3 separate regions of the Sus scrofa genome follow, and regions 1 and 3 are each linked to region 2. A link is a contact called in public Hi-C and HiChIP or PLAC-seq data. All regions are on one chromosome and are shown on one strand. Each heading gives the region's core, a stretch centred on a gene start, on an enhancer-like site or on the middle of the called end of the contact. The rest is flanking DNA. Distances are from core to core; before and after follow the strand shown. Region 1 holds the start of CABIN1 (calcineurin-binding protein cabin-1). Region 2 holds the start of SMARCB1 (SWI/SNF-related matrix-associated actin-dependent regulator of chromatin subfamily B member 1). Region 3 holds the start of MIF (macrophage migration inhibitory factor (glycosylation-inhibiting factor)).

The links. A called contact is a pair of places that touch in the nucleus more often than the background predicts. HiChIP or PLAC-seq counts read pairs in DNA pulled down with a chosen protein or histone mark.
Region 1: a Hi-C map of fetal liver shows a contact between it and region 2, with 2.0 times the contacts expected there. The contact joins the promoter of CABIN1 here to the promoter of SMARCB1 in region 2. A contact is called at or near these places in 4 of 47 Hi-C or Micro-C datasets (alveolar macrophages, embryonic fibroblasts, fetal liver and 1 more) and 1 of 2 datasets of contacts at active chromatin or transcription factors (alveolar macrophages).
Region 3: an H3K27ac HiChIP or PLAC-seq map of alveolar macrophages shows a contact between it and region 2. The contact joins the promoter of MIF here to the promoter of SMARCB1 in region 2. A contact is called at or near these places in 2 of 47 Hi-C or Micro-C datasets (blood and liver) and 2 of 2 datasets of contacts at active chromatin or transcription factors (alveolar macrophages and skeletal muscle).

What each region holds. Positions count from the first base shown.
Region 1 is chr14:49,784,866-49,789,148 of Sscrofa11.1, forward strand. It overlaps CABIN1 (calcineurin-binding protein cabin-1), which reads right to left and starts at 2,858. Exons shown (of 37, transcript XM_013983138.2): 1 at 2,745-2,858.
Region 2 is chr14:49,904,094-49,908,198 of Sscrofa11.1, forward strand. It overlaps SMARCB1 (SWI/SNF-related matrix-associated actin-dependent regulator of chromatin subfamily B member 1), which reads right to left and starts at 1,950. Exons shown (of 9, transcript XM_001929437.4): 1 at 1,660-1,950. The coding sequence starts at 1,752. MMP11 (stromelysin-3) reads right to left here. Exons shown (of 8, transcript XM_001929445.5): 8 at 3,591-4,105.
Region 3 is chr14:49,839,421-49,843,781 of Sscrofa11.1, forward strand. It overlaps MIF (macrophage migration inhibitory factor (glycosylation-inhibiting factor)), which reads right to left and starts at 1,643. Exons shown (of 3, transcript NM_001077213.2): 1 at 1,490-1,643; 2 at 1,150-1,322; 3 at 883-1,067. The coding sequence starts at 1,597. The coding sequence ends at 1,001.

The sequences.
Region 1 (4,283 bases), core at 1,608-4,107, 120 kb before region 2:
AAAGAAAGCCTATGACAAAATTCAACACCTATTCATGATATTAAAAAAAAAAAAAAAAAAGGCACCTCAAGAAAACCAGAATTTTCTGTATTCTATATATATATATATTTTTTTTTTTTGGCCAAACCAAGCCACAGCAGTGACAACACCAGATCCCCTAACCTGCTGTGCCACCAGGGAACTCCTGGAATTTTCTTAACAATGTTAAAACACACATACCTTAGTCTAAAGCCAAAATTTATTAAATGAAGTAACACCAGAAGGACTTCCTTTAATACCAGCAATAAAGGATGCCCACTGAAATGCCATTTCTCACCTAACACACTGGCAAAAACTAAAGCACAAAGGCACACTCTTGGTGGTAAGGTTGTGGGGAAACAGGCACTACTCTCAAACACCTTTGGTGGGAATGCAAATTGGTACAAGCCCCCCACAAAAAAAACAAACAAACTAGTATAGCCCCTCTGGAAAAGAGTATGATAACAGGCAACAAAATCACCAATGCACTTACCTTTCAAGCCAGCAATCCTAGGAATCTACCCTGAAGATGCATCTCCAACCATGTAAAAATACATATGCACAGGGTTCCAGCACTGTTTGCCATTGCAAGATCTTGAAAACCACCTAAATGGCCACAGATAGTCCAGGATATGAATAAATAAACTATGGCACCTCCATACAATGAAGTAACATTGCAGCTGCAAAATCCATGAGGGAATGTTCACAGCTACATTATTCATAATAACCAAAGAGAAGAAACAACCCAAATGGCCATCAACTAATTTCTGGATAAACAAAATGTGGTCCAGCCATACAATGGAATATCAATCAGCCATAAAATGGAATGAACTAATGAAAACACAGATGAACCACAAAAACATGATGCTGGGAGTTCCCACTGTGGCTCAGCAGGCTAAGAACCCAACGTAGTGTCCAAGAGGATGCAGGTTGGATCCCTGGCCTCAGTCAGCAGGTTAAAGATCTGGCATTGCCATGAGTTGCGGTCTAAATAGAAGACTCAGCTCAGATCTGCATTGCTGTGGCGTAGGCCGGCAGCTGAAGCTCTGATTCAACCCCTAGCCTGGGAACTTCCATATGCTGCCGGTTGGGCCCTAAAAAAGCAAAACAAACAAACAAACAAACGAAAAACTCAGCAAGGCCAAAAAGTTTAGAAGTTTAGTAAAGACTAAGTAACTGGTGGAGTGCTGTGGATGCTCCAGTTCTATCCCCAGCGGGGCGCAGTGGGTTAAAGGATCCCCCTTTGCTACAGCTGTGGCACAGGTCAAAGCTGTGGCTGTGATGCAACCCCTGGCCTGGGGAACTTCCATTATGCCACAGGTGGGACCATAAAATTTTAAAAAACCAAAAAGGCACATTCAGGACTTAAACCTCATGAGTTTCCAAAATCTTTATGGTACAGTTTTCATGGCCCTCAGAACACATGACAACAGCACACCCTGAGCACCTCACCCAGATCCAGTGATAAGGGGTGATGTTTCTTAGCAGGCTCTGGCCTGGGAATGGGGAAGCCTGGGCCGTGTGACTGACATGGCATCAGATGCCGGTCTCTAGGTCATTTCCCTCCACTGTATGAGGCTTTGGGCTAGACTTGGGATCCACAAGCTACCAAGCCCACAGTTTCTGTACAGCTCAAGAGCAAAGAATGGCTTTTTCTTTTTCTTTTTTTTTTAATGGCCATACCCATGGCATATGGAAGCTCCCAGGCCAGGGATTGAATCTGAGCCACAGCTGCAACCTACCTACCCTGCAGCTGCCGCAAAGCTCGATCTTTTTAACCCACTGCTGGGGATTGAACCCCTGCCTCAGAAGCAACCCAAGACGCTAGGGTGGGCAGCACAACCCACAGTACAATGGCAAGAACTCCCACTTTTTACATTTTTAAATGGTTGAAAAGTTCATGACACATGAAAATTACTGACAACATAAAATTGCAACTTCAGTGTCCCTAAATGAAATTTTCTTGAAACAACTTTACGAACTGTCGTTGGCTGTGTCCACAATACAGCAACAGAGCTAAGAAAACTATGCCCCCTCCTCATTATAAGCACAATTACACTCATTATTGTCACAAGGAATAGTATCATATAAACTACTCTATTTAGAACCGAAGTTTGCTGACCCCTGAACCAGACGTCTCTGAGGACACATGGGTCCTAACCACGGTTATGTACCACACAGAAAGAACCCCAGCCGCTTGGTCCGCATACACAGTAGGCCCTTCACCAAGGGGTGAAGGAACCCCTAAAGCCGCCTGTGCAGACACCTGCCGACGTCAGAAAGCTCCACCTGGCCTCCTCCGGGACGGCAGTGGGTCCAGGCTTTTAGTCTGGAGTCGGCTAGCCTGCCGGGAAGCTGGGGACTTGGGACAAGCGGCCGCACCACCTCTCGGCCTCAGTCCCCATCCCGCGAGGGGCGCCCACCTGGTGCCCGCCGCGCAGCGCCGCCGCGAAGGTTAAGTGGAAGGACACGCAGCAAGGGTGGGTGCGGGGCCCTGTTCCGCGACCGCAGACGGGACGGCTGAGTTGTTGAGACCCCCACAGCGTTCCTGAGACCCCCGCCCCAGGCCCCAAGCGGAGCGGGAGCCGCCAAGAGGTTCGCGCGGCAGTGGGGCCTGGCTCGGCCGCTCGGGCTCCCAGCCTGGGTTTTTCCGTGAGCAGCCCCCAGCCAGCCGCTCCTCAGCACCACACCTCCAAGCCTCACCCCAGCCCGGGGCCTCCCCAAACCTGCAGTACGCGAACTCACGAGTCGTCTCCACGGCAACAGGCCGTCCGCCGGACCCCCGCGCCCGTCGGAAGGACTGCGCGCCTGACAACAAGGAGCGCTCCCATTGGCTCGGGAGCCGGCTCCGCCAGCCAATCGGCGAGCCCGCACGCGCCTTCCCGAGAGCCAGCGCGCGGGGACCTTGAGGGCCTCTTGGCGGTAATCTGCAGCGCGGTTGGTGACACCTGCTAAGTAATCGGCAGCAGTGTTCCAACTGCGACAGGTGCTCGGAAGGTGGAAACCTGGGGACACTTGGAGGGGACCAAGGGAGTAACAATATTCTCATTCCTATGCCCGTGGCTCACCTTTTTCCGAAAAGGATTTGAAGCCTAAAAACCACAGATACAACGAACTATTGAAGCAGAGAGTACTGGGGGCGGGGAGCGGAGGGCGGGTAGTCTGTTGGGAGGTGAACGGGCGGGGGAGGGAACAACAGAATTTAAGAGCCTGGAAGAGGGTTTCTGACAACCGGCTGGGACTGAGATGTTACGCTCTTGGGAGCTAAGCATTTTAGGGAAGGGCTTCCCTGGTTCAGATTTATAGGTGCATGAGTCCAGGAAGTATGATTTAAATAAGAATGAATGTTAGGAGTTCCCTGGTGGCTCAGCGGTTTAAGAATCTGACCTTGTCTGGAGTTCCCGTCGTGGCGCAGTGGTTAACGAATCCGACTAGGAACCATGACGTTGCGGGTTCGATCCCTGCCCTTGCTCACTGGGTTAACGATCCGGCGTTGCCATGAGCTGTGGTGTAGGCTGCAGACGCGGCTCGAATCCCGCATTGCTGTGGCTCTGGCGTAGGCTGGCAGCTACAGCTCTGATTCGACCCCTAGCCTGGGAACCTCCATATGCCGCAGGAGCGGCCCAAGAAATGGCAAAAAGACAAAAAAAAAAAAAAAAAGAAGAAGAAGAAGAATCTGACCTTGTCACTGCTGTGGCTTGGGTTTAATCCCTGATCCAGAGAACTTCCACAAGCTGTGAGCCTGGCCAAAAAAAGAAGGATGAATCTTACGCCCTTTCTCTTTGACTTTGTTTAAAGACGGTAAAATCATGCTGAAGAACTCAATTCAGTACAGTAAAGCTTTAATGATATGCCAGGAGGTACAAAAATAATTGAGTCACCAAGCTTGATTTTGAAAGGAGTGTAACCTGGGCAGGGGTGGGGAGCTGTAAATAGAGAGTAAGCAGATGGTTTAGAAGTTTCATGAATGACTTGCAGCCTTGGACGCAGCTCCCACCCCCTGAAAGATGCTCTGAAGTAAAACAATTGAAAAAAAGATGCGGGAGTTCCCGTTGTGGTGCAGCGGAAACGAGTCCAACTAGGAACCATGAGGTTGTGGGTTCGATCCCTGGCCTTGCTCAGTGAGTTAAGGATCTGGCATTGCCGTGAGTTGAGGTATAGGTCACAGACACAGCTTGGGTCTTGGGTGGCTGTGGCTGTGGCGCCAACTGGACCCCTAGCCCGGGAACCTCCATATGCTGTGAGTGCAGCCCTAAAAAGAAAAA
Region 2 (4,105 bases), core at 700-3,199:
CAGAGCCAAGGCCAAAGTGACTGCTCTTCCTGTCCATTAGATCACATAAAGGTTTCTTTAAACAATCTGCTCATTATCACAGACTGAAACTCCTCTCCTGCCTTTGTATCCCACATTTGAGCAGGTACCTACCACTCCATGAGGACCATTCTGAGCTATGGCAGGGACTGGTTCCTCCCCAGCACAGCTAGCTTTCAAGGGTAGCATTTCTGTGATGACAGGGAAAATGTATTACATCCTGTCCCTTGTGTTTTATAAAAACTGGTAAAAAATGGAAACACTAGAGTTCTGTTGCTACTGACAACAATGGTCTCATAACTCAATAAAACTCAGAGGAGCCAAGGATTACAGGGTGTCCTGAAAGCCCCAGTGTGACCATTATAAGACTTAATTCATTCACACCATGTTCAACTGTGAAGGAAAAAACCCAAACATTGTGAAGAAAAAAAAAAGGGGGGGAGTTCCCCTTGTGGCTCAGCGATGACAAACCCAGCTAGTATCCATGAGGTTTCGGGCTCGATCCCTGGCCCCACTCGGTGGGTAAAGGATCCACCACTGCGGTGAGCTGTGGTGTAGGTCGAAGACGAGACTTGGATCTAGTGTTGCTGTGGCTGTGGCATAGGCCTGTGGCTGCAGTTCTAATTCAATCCCTAGCCTAGGAACTTCTACATGCGCAGGTACAGCCTGGGGGAAAAGAAAAGGATGAAATGTTTAATATGGAAAACCGTCAGCATTTGTTATCTGCTTTAACACCTCCGGACTTCCACTTACCTCCTTACATGTGGGGGACACTACTGCTTGGTAGTTGCACATCTGAATTGTATATGCATAATTTAAAAATACATGCGTGTAAGTGTGTGTATACACACACTAACTGGGGACTGCCAAAAAGGATTAGTTTGAGGCAATCTGGAAAAACTTAATATACTTTGTATGAACTACCAATAAAGGACCAGTTGTAGGGTTTTCCTAAAGTTAGTCATCCAGCTGACTCTACGAACTGCTGCCACTTTAGCTAAGGATTAAAGATCGTTAGGCTCTTTAAAAAAAAAGTCAGTCCACGACATTCAAAGTGTCACCTGCTTCCGAAACTGCTGATAGATCTAACTCACAAACTGGAGCCTTATCCATCCAAAAGCAAGCATCTTCCTCCCAACCTGTTTCCTCACCATTAATTAAAGGTCAAAACACCTCCCTGCCCACCTCGAAGTCAATGAACGCAGTGCGGGTGAGTCCTCACTAAGCTGGGTGCTTCGAACCTGCGATTTCAGGGTCCCAGTTGCAGCAACGGGAAAGGATGCATGTGGGGGGGGTCCAACATCTTCCCCCCAAGGTGTGGCAGGGGACGACTAAAAACCCCGCTTCTGTGCTTCCCGATGGAGTTTTGGAACTCATCATGGAACCAGGGGCCACCAGGACGCCCCAGCCCCGGCATCCGGGCGCGTCCTGGACCCTGCGACACGGGTGGGTAAAACCACAGTAGAGCGCGGGGCGGGACCTGATCGATCACCCCCTCGCCCGACCACGCCCCGCCCACCGCGCCCGCCCGCCCGCCGCGATGAATGGAGACGCGCATTCCCGCCGCGCAGGCCCGCCCCGAGGCTCCCGCAGGGGCAGGGCCGGCTGGGGCCCGGAGGACGAGGATGCGCCGTGGGCTACCTCAGAGCCGATCATGTAGAATTCGCCGTCGTCCTCCAACTGGAACTTGACGGGCTTCTGCCCGAAAGTCTTGCTCAGCGCCATCATCATCATTGCGGCGGCGGAGACAGGCAGCCAAAGCCCGGCGTGGCTGCGAGTGTTGGGAGGGGTCAGGCAGGGCCGGAGCGCGCCAAGCCCAGGGAAGCCGGAGTTAGAGGCGAAGGGCGGGCGGGACCGAGTGCTCGCGCCGCCGCCGGGCTTCTCCGCCACCGCCGCAGACTAGGCCGCCCTCACTGCGCAGGCGCGGGCGTTGACGCTAACGCGCGCGCCGCCGCCGCCGCCGCCTAAACAAAAGGTCGGGGCGCGCCCCCGCGGGTCCCTTAAAGAAGCCTCAACCTGTGTCCCTTCCTCCCAGGCAAGCGGGGCGGGTTGGGGGCAGAATCAAGGAACACTTTTTTTGTGTTTTGTTTTGGTTTTTTTTGTCTTTTTAGGGCCGTACCCGCGGCATATGGAGGTTCCCAGGCTAGGAGTCTAATTAGAGCTGCAGCTGCCGGTCTACACCAGAGCCACAGCAACGCGGGATCTGAGCCGCGTCTGCGACTTACACCTCAGCTCACGCAATACCGGATCCTTAACCCACTGAGCGAGTCCAGGGATTGAACTGGCAACCTCATGGTTCCTAGTCAGATTCCTTGCCCCTGGGCCACGAAAGGAACTCCCCAAGGGACACTTCTCATGGACAGAAATACAACGGCGGCCCTGACTCAGGCTGCGGCTTTCCCAGTCTCACCGCTGGGACTGGAACTCAGCCCAGGGGAGGAGAAGCAAATTGAGGCCTGAAAGCCGGGAAGGGGCCCGGAGTACCTGTGACTCCGTTTCCCCACCTGGAGAACGCAGTGCAGCTGAGCAGATGAGAGGGTTCCCAGAACAGATAACCCAGTTCTGGGCCCACAGCTGTTACTGCAACTTCAGAGATGGAGGTGGTGAGGACGAAGGCTCCTGGGCTTGGCAGGATTCCAAAGCCCAGGCGGTTGGCTTGCCTGGTGCTTGGGATGAGTGTTGGAGGGGAGGGGACCATCTACAGACCATCTCCGTTCCTTCCTTAACTCTGGGCTTTGTGCCTTCCACCAGCCCAGTGCATTAAAATTATACAGCCCTGCCCTGGGGTGCTTAGAACCAGAGTGGGGCCTGCATCAAAGCATCCATGTATCTGGTGGAACAGTGCAGTGGGTCAAAAACGGCCTCCTGCTGACAATTTCCTGTGGTTCCATCTAACAAACTGCAGCTGTGATGGCTGCAGCTCTGAAGAAGATTCCCAGAGGCTGGGATGAAGGCAAGGAGACCTTGGAGAGTTAGGACTGGTCAGTCCTCTTAGCCAGTTTTGTCCTATGTTCTGACAGTAGCAGGACAGGGGCTGGGGCATAGTAGGATCAGAAAAAGTGACCACCGCTTAGTGGAGAAGCAGGGAAGCAGGAAACATTACAAAGCCACTCAAGGGGAGTTCCCGTCATGGTGCAGCAGAAACAAATCTGACTAGGAACCATGAGGTTGCGGGTTCAATCCCTGGCTTTGCACAATGGGTTAAGGATCCGGCATTGCCTTGAGCTGTGGTATAGGTCACAGACGTGGCTCGGATCTGGCATTGCTGTGGCTGTGGTGTAGGCTGACAGCTGTAGTTCCGATTAGACCCCTAGCCTGGGGAACCTCCATGTGCCACAGGTGTGGCCCTAAAAAGACAAAAGACAAAAAAAAAAAAAAAAAAAAAAGTCACTCAAGGCATCTAGTAAGATGAGGTAGAGCCCGGCACCCAGCCCCAAGGACCAGGGGCTTCAGAGTGGGGTGGGCTGCAACCCTGGCTCTTAGGATAGAGCAGGTCCCCAGCCAGGCCTCCCACCTCCCTGTGCCAGCTCTCCCCCCATCCTGGCCTTGTAATCACACAGAGACCCTAGGCAGGCAGGTAGAAAATGACCATGTTTAATGACAGTCCTCAGTTAAAAAAAAAAAAAAAAGGAAAGAAAGAAAGAAAGGCTTTATACACACTGTACACATTTACATGGCTTTGGAGGACCTGGGGTTGGGGAGGGCTGAAGAGGATCTGACCCGTGACACGACTGAGGTATGTTGGGGCCTCCAGGGCCCGGGGTCTTGAGCAGAAAGCACCCCCCTCACCAGCTGACTGGACGTTTTGGCCTGGATCTTGGGAACAGGTCTCCAGAATTACCAGCTGGAAGACGGCCAGCTGCAAGCACCCACCCAGAGCTGACTTCTCGGGAAAGGGCAGAAGGCACAGGGCCCCGAGACCACCAGCACCCTGTGGAACCCCCGCAGCAGGGATGGTGAGGACTCCAGCTCCCCCGCCCAGCCAAGGTCCTACCTGAGAGATGAGGGTGGAGACCAAGGGCAGCTGGGTTTTACCGTGACCTGCACGGGAATGGTGGAGCCATGGGCACCCTCAGCCACCCTCACT
Region 3 (4,361 bases), core at 393-2,892, 65 kb before region 2:
CTGATCAAGGGACGCCAACTCCAGGCACGTTAAGTCCCCAGTGCTCAGGGCTGGGCCTCAACTTGGAGTTGCTGCGCAGGTCCATGGAGGATCTCCTGCTGTGGGGCAGTGAGGCATTCAGCCTAAAGGTGACTGGCCTGGGCAAGCAGCACCTCCTGGCTGGAGGACTGCCCAGTACCTTGTCACCACCCCACAAGGGAGCAAGGCCCTGCACTTGGAGAAAGGATCCTAAGCCAGGAAACTGTCCTATTGCACCTTGATACTGATTTTGTTCTTGATCAAATCCTCAGCGTCCTAGTGGGGTTAACTAGCCACCTGCAGGCTTTCCGGACTTGCTGCGCACTAGAAAACATGAATGGCACCCAAACTATAGGAGTATGCCCTCAGGGAACTGCTATTCCTAAGGGCCTGGGTGCCTGAAGGGAGCCCTACCCAGGCCTGGAACTGGGGTGGACAGGGCAGCATAACCAGAATCCACCTCCTGGAGCCTCTGTCCCACACTTGAAAACCATCCTAAAGTTCCAAAACAATGGGATTTCCTAAGTCAAGACACTGAAGCACCAGCTTGGCAGAGAATGACTCCTGAGGTGGAGCGGGCGCCCTCACCCGGATTTGGATTACTCCCCCTTTGCCCGCCAACCCTAGCCCACGTGGTGCCTCGGCAGGAGAGAGGGTGGGGGACAGACTATGGATTCCCGATTCGAATTTGATTCCTGGGTTGTGGCCTCTGGAAGGATGCCAACCTCAGTGGGGCCTTCTGCTGGCAAAGGGTAGGGGAAGGCGCCCCACAGCTCATTCTGGGGGCGCCCCTCCCGGCCTCGGACCCCTGTCACTGACCCGGCCCTTCACCAATTCCTCCGCTAGTCAAGGAAGCCGGAGGCAGCCATCTCCACACCGTTTATTTCTCTCTTCCGGGAGCTGGGGTCGCTAGGGGCGAGGCAGGCAGAAAACAGAGCCGGCGGCGCCAGGCCGAGAGCAAAGGAGTCTTGGGGTGCGGCCCTCAGGCGAAGGTGGAGCCGTTCCAGCCCACATTGGCCGCGTTCATGTCGTAGTAGTTGATGTAGATCCTGCGGAGAAGGAAGCGAGGCTGAGCGGGCAACTGGGCGGCCGCCGTGGCCGCGTGCTCCCCGGCCCTCGGCGCCCACGCACCTGTCCGGGCTGATGCGCAAGCGTTCGGCCAGCAGGCCGCACAGCAGCTTGCTGTAGGAACGGTTCTGCGCGCCGCCGATCTTGCCGATGCTATGCAGACTGCAAAGGGCGCACGGCTCGCTGGACCCTCCGAAGGCCATGAGCTGGTCCGGGACGACGTGCACCGCGATGTACTGCGGGGGAGGGGACGCGGTCAGTCGGCCCGGGTGACCTCGCCGGCCCAGACGCCCCCCGCCCCCGCGTCCCTTCCCCGCCCGGAGCCCCATTCCGGAATCGCCGCCCCCCCTCCCCCAACCCCAGCCTCAGCCCGGAACCGCCTCGCCCGGCCCTCGTGGCAGACCTGCGCCGGCTTGCCCATGGCCTGCACCAACTGCTGAGTCAGCTCGGAGAGGAACCCGTCCGGCACAGAGGCGCGGGGAACGTTGGTGTTTACCACGAACATCGGCATGATGGCCAGGAACAGTGGGGACCCGGAGCACAGGAACCTAACTGCGCGGTCAAGAAGCAGGGGAACCTGAGATACGTGACCGCCGCCCGGCGCCCCGCCCACTGCGACTGCGGTTCCGCCCCGTGACGTCACCGCCGGCGGAGATCCCGCCCCCGAGGCCGCGAGGCCTTCGCGACTGGTGACGTCACCGCCGGCAGAGGCCCCGCCCTCACGGCGGGACTTTGAGACCCTACTCCGCCTACCCCTGGCTGGGTGCCCCCTCCAAAGCCGTTCACCACCTCGTGGCCAGAAGTGTGCCTTTCCCTCGTTCATCAGCCCTTTTATTTAGTCACAGATATCTACTCATCTGTGTGCCAGGAGCGGGGATACTGCGGTTAGGGGGGCAGGTGGCTTCTGGCCCTCCAGGAGCTCACAGCTGGACAAGTAGATGAAGTCCAGCTCATTCTCACTGAGCCCTTGTGTGTCCTGAGTCTCTGGGGCCACTGTCCTGAGTGGACGGGTGGGCGTGCTGGTGTTCATGTGTAGGGGTGAGGCGCAGTCACTGATGCAGGTGGGAGGGGGCTACCACAAATGAGTCACCATCCAGATGCCTTCCCTATACCCCTGCTCCTCAAGGTGGGTGGGGATGCTGGGTGGTGCCCCGGGTAGGGGCAGCGAGTAGGAGGGGATGTCTGACAGAGCTCAAAGCCCACCCCAAAACTTGAGTCCCCTGGGCAATTCCTCTGATGTGTCCTCTGGGGACGCCCTCTTACAGCCTGAGTGAATTTTCTGTTTCTTCCACTAGTGGTCAGCTCAACGGGTAGCTAGTAGGTGCCAAGCATATGAAAGACATGGACTAAATACTGGGTGAATGAAGTTAGCCATGACGGGGCAGGAAGAGGTCAGGGCCAGGGATGAGCCTGCAGGCCCTGCCATTACTGGACAGAAGGGCCACCTGACCCCTGCTCTGAGGAGACCCCTGGTCAGGGGGCTGGGCTGGGGACTGGCACTCAAGGGGCATGCAGGTTTGGCCAGTCTCAGAGCTCTCCAGGAAAGCCCTGTCCTTGGTCTCTGACAGTTGTGGTCTGGTTAAGGTGGCAGAGCATGTTGCTGGCCTTGACAATGGCCATATGATGGATCAAGGCCACCAGGCTTGTGGGACCAGCTGGCCTCCAGAGGGAAGGTCTCATGGCCCAGCTGTGCCAATAACTCTGTAAAATGTGGGGCTTTCCAGGTAGGCCCAGATCACTTTCCTCCCCACTCCCACACCCAGCCGTCTTTCTGTGCTCAGGGTTCTGTTACCACTGATGCACTGATGTCTCCAGCCCAGGATGCTCCTCTGAGCTCCAGCAGCCAACTCAGCATGGCCTGCTCCCGGTGTCCACATCCAAGTGCATGACTTTTCTCCCACCTCTGATCTCCTCCCAGTGAACTGTGCCTCCCTCCACTATGCCTTTATCCTCGCCTCTCCCCCCACCCCTGATCCCACCTTAGTCTAAGTTAGCTGGCATCACTCTTGGCCTGGCCTCTCCTGGAGGAGGAGTCTGTTCCCCCTGCCTACCCAGGTAGATCTGGCCATGTGACTTGCTTTGTCCAGTGACCAGAAGTGACGCAAATGATTCCAGGCAGAAGATCCAAAAGCTAGTGCCCAGTTCCATGTTCTCTGATGTGGCAGCGGGTGACACAGAGCCTCTCCAACAAACACCTGCAATGCCCTGTGGGTGAGCCGCTATGGTTTTCAGGTTGTTACTGTGACAGAGGGGAGCCTTCCCCATCAGGACAGCCTTTGTGTACCCTCCCTTCCCAGGAGTAGTCACTGCTGTCTTTCAGGGAGGGCCTCTGAGGAGGGACTAGATTCCCAGTCCCACTTGTCACTAGCTTGGACACTTGGCTAACCTCTCTGAGCCTCAGTTTTCCTGCCTGTAACTTGGGGATGACAGTAGTGTCCATTTTACAGGGGGATGTTGTGAGGACCCAAGTGGTTTAATTACTGGTGATGGTCCCCAGTACCATCACAGTGCCCTGGGTGACCTGGTCCCCTCCTGCACTTTCCCTGATCTGCTTCAGCACCCAAAGCTCCTGGCTGGGTCAGGCCCAGTCAGGAGCCCAGCACCTGTTCTCTTCTTCCAGGCTATCACCATATTTCTGTGTGTGAGTTACTGCTTCCTTTCTAGGCTCCCTGAGCTGGGGGACTATTTCTTTTGGGCCTGGCTGCGTGCCTACCTTCTGCCCTGTTGCTCGGTAGCAGGCAGAGGGCCTCCAAGGCTGTCCATGCCCTAGTCCCCCAAACCTGTGAATGCATTACGTTACATGGCAAAAGGCACTTTGCAGATGTAATTAGGGTTACAGACCCTAAAATAGGGAGGTTATCATGGATTATCTGGGTGGTTCCGATGTAATCACAGGAGCCCTTAAAAGCAGAGAATTTTCTCCAGCTCGAGTCAAAGACAAGGCAGAAGCGGAGTCAGACTTAAAGCAGAGGGACTCAGTGTGCTGTTACTGGCTTTGAAGATGAGGGGGCCTCAGTCCTGAAGCCGCAGGGAACTGAATTCTGCTAACAGCCTGAATGAACTCGGAAGTGGGTTCCTCTCTAGTTGACCTTGAGACACCTTGACTTGGGCCGTGAGTCCTAAAGCAGAAGACCAGTCACTTTGTGTTCGACTTGCAACCCACAGAAACCGTGAGATAATAAATGTGCGTTGTCTTAAGCTGCTAAATTTGTGGTAATTTGTTCTAGAAGCGATAGAACAGTAACACACCTGACGTCACTGGGGCTCCAATTACC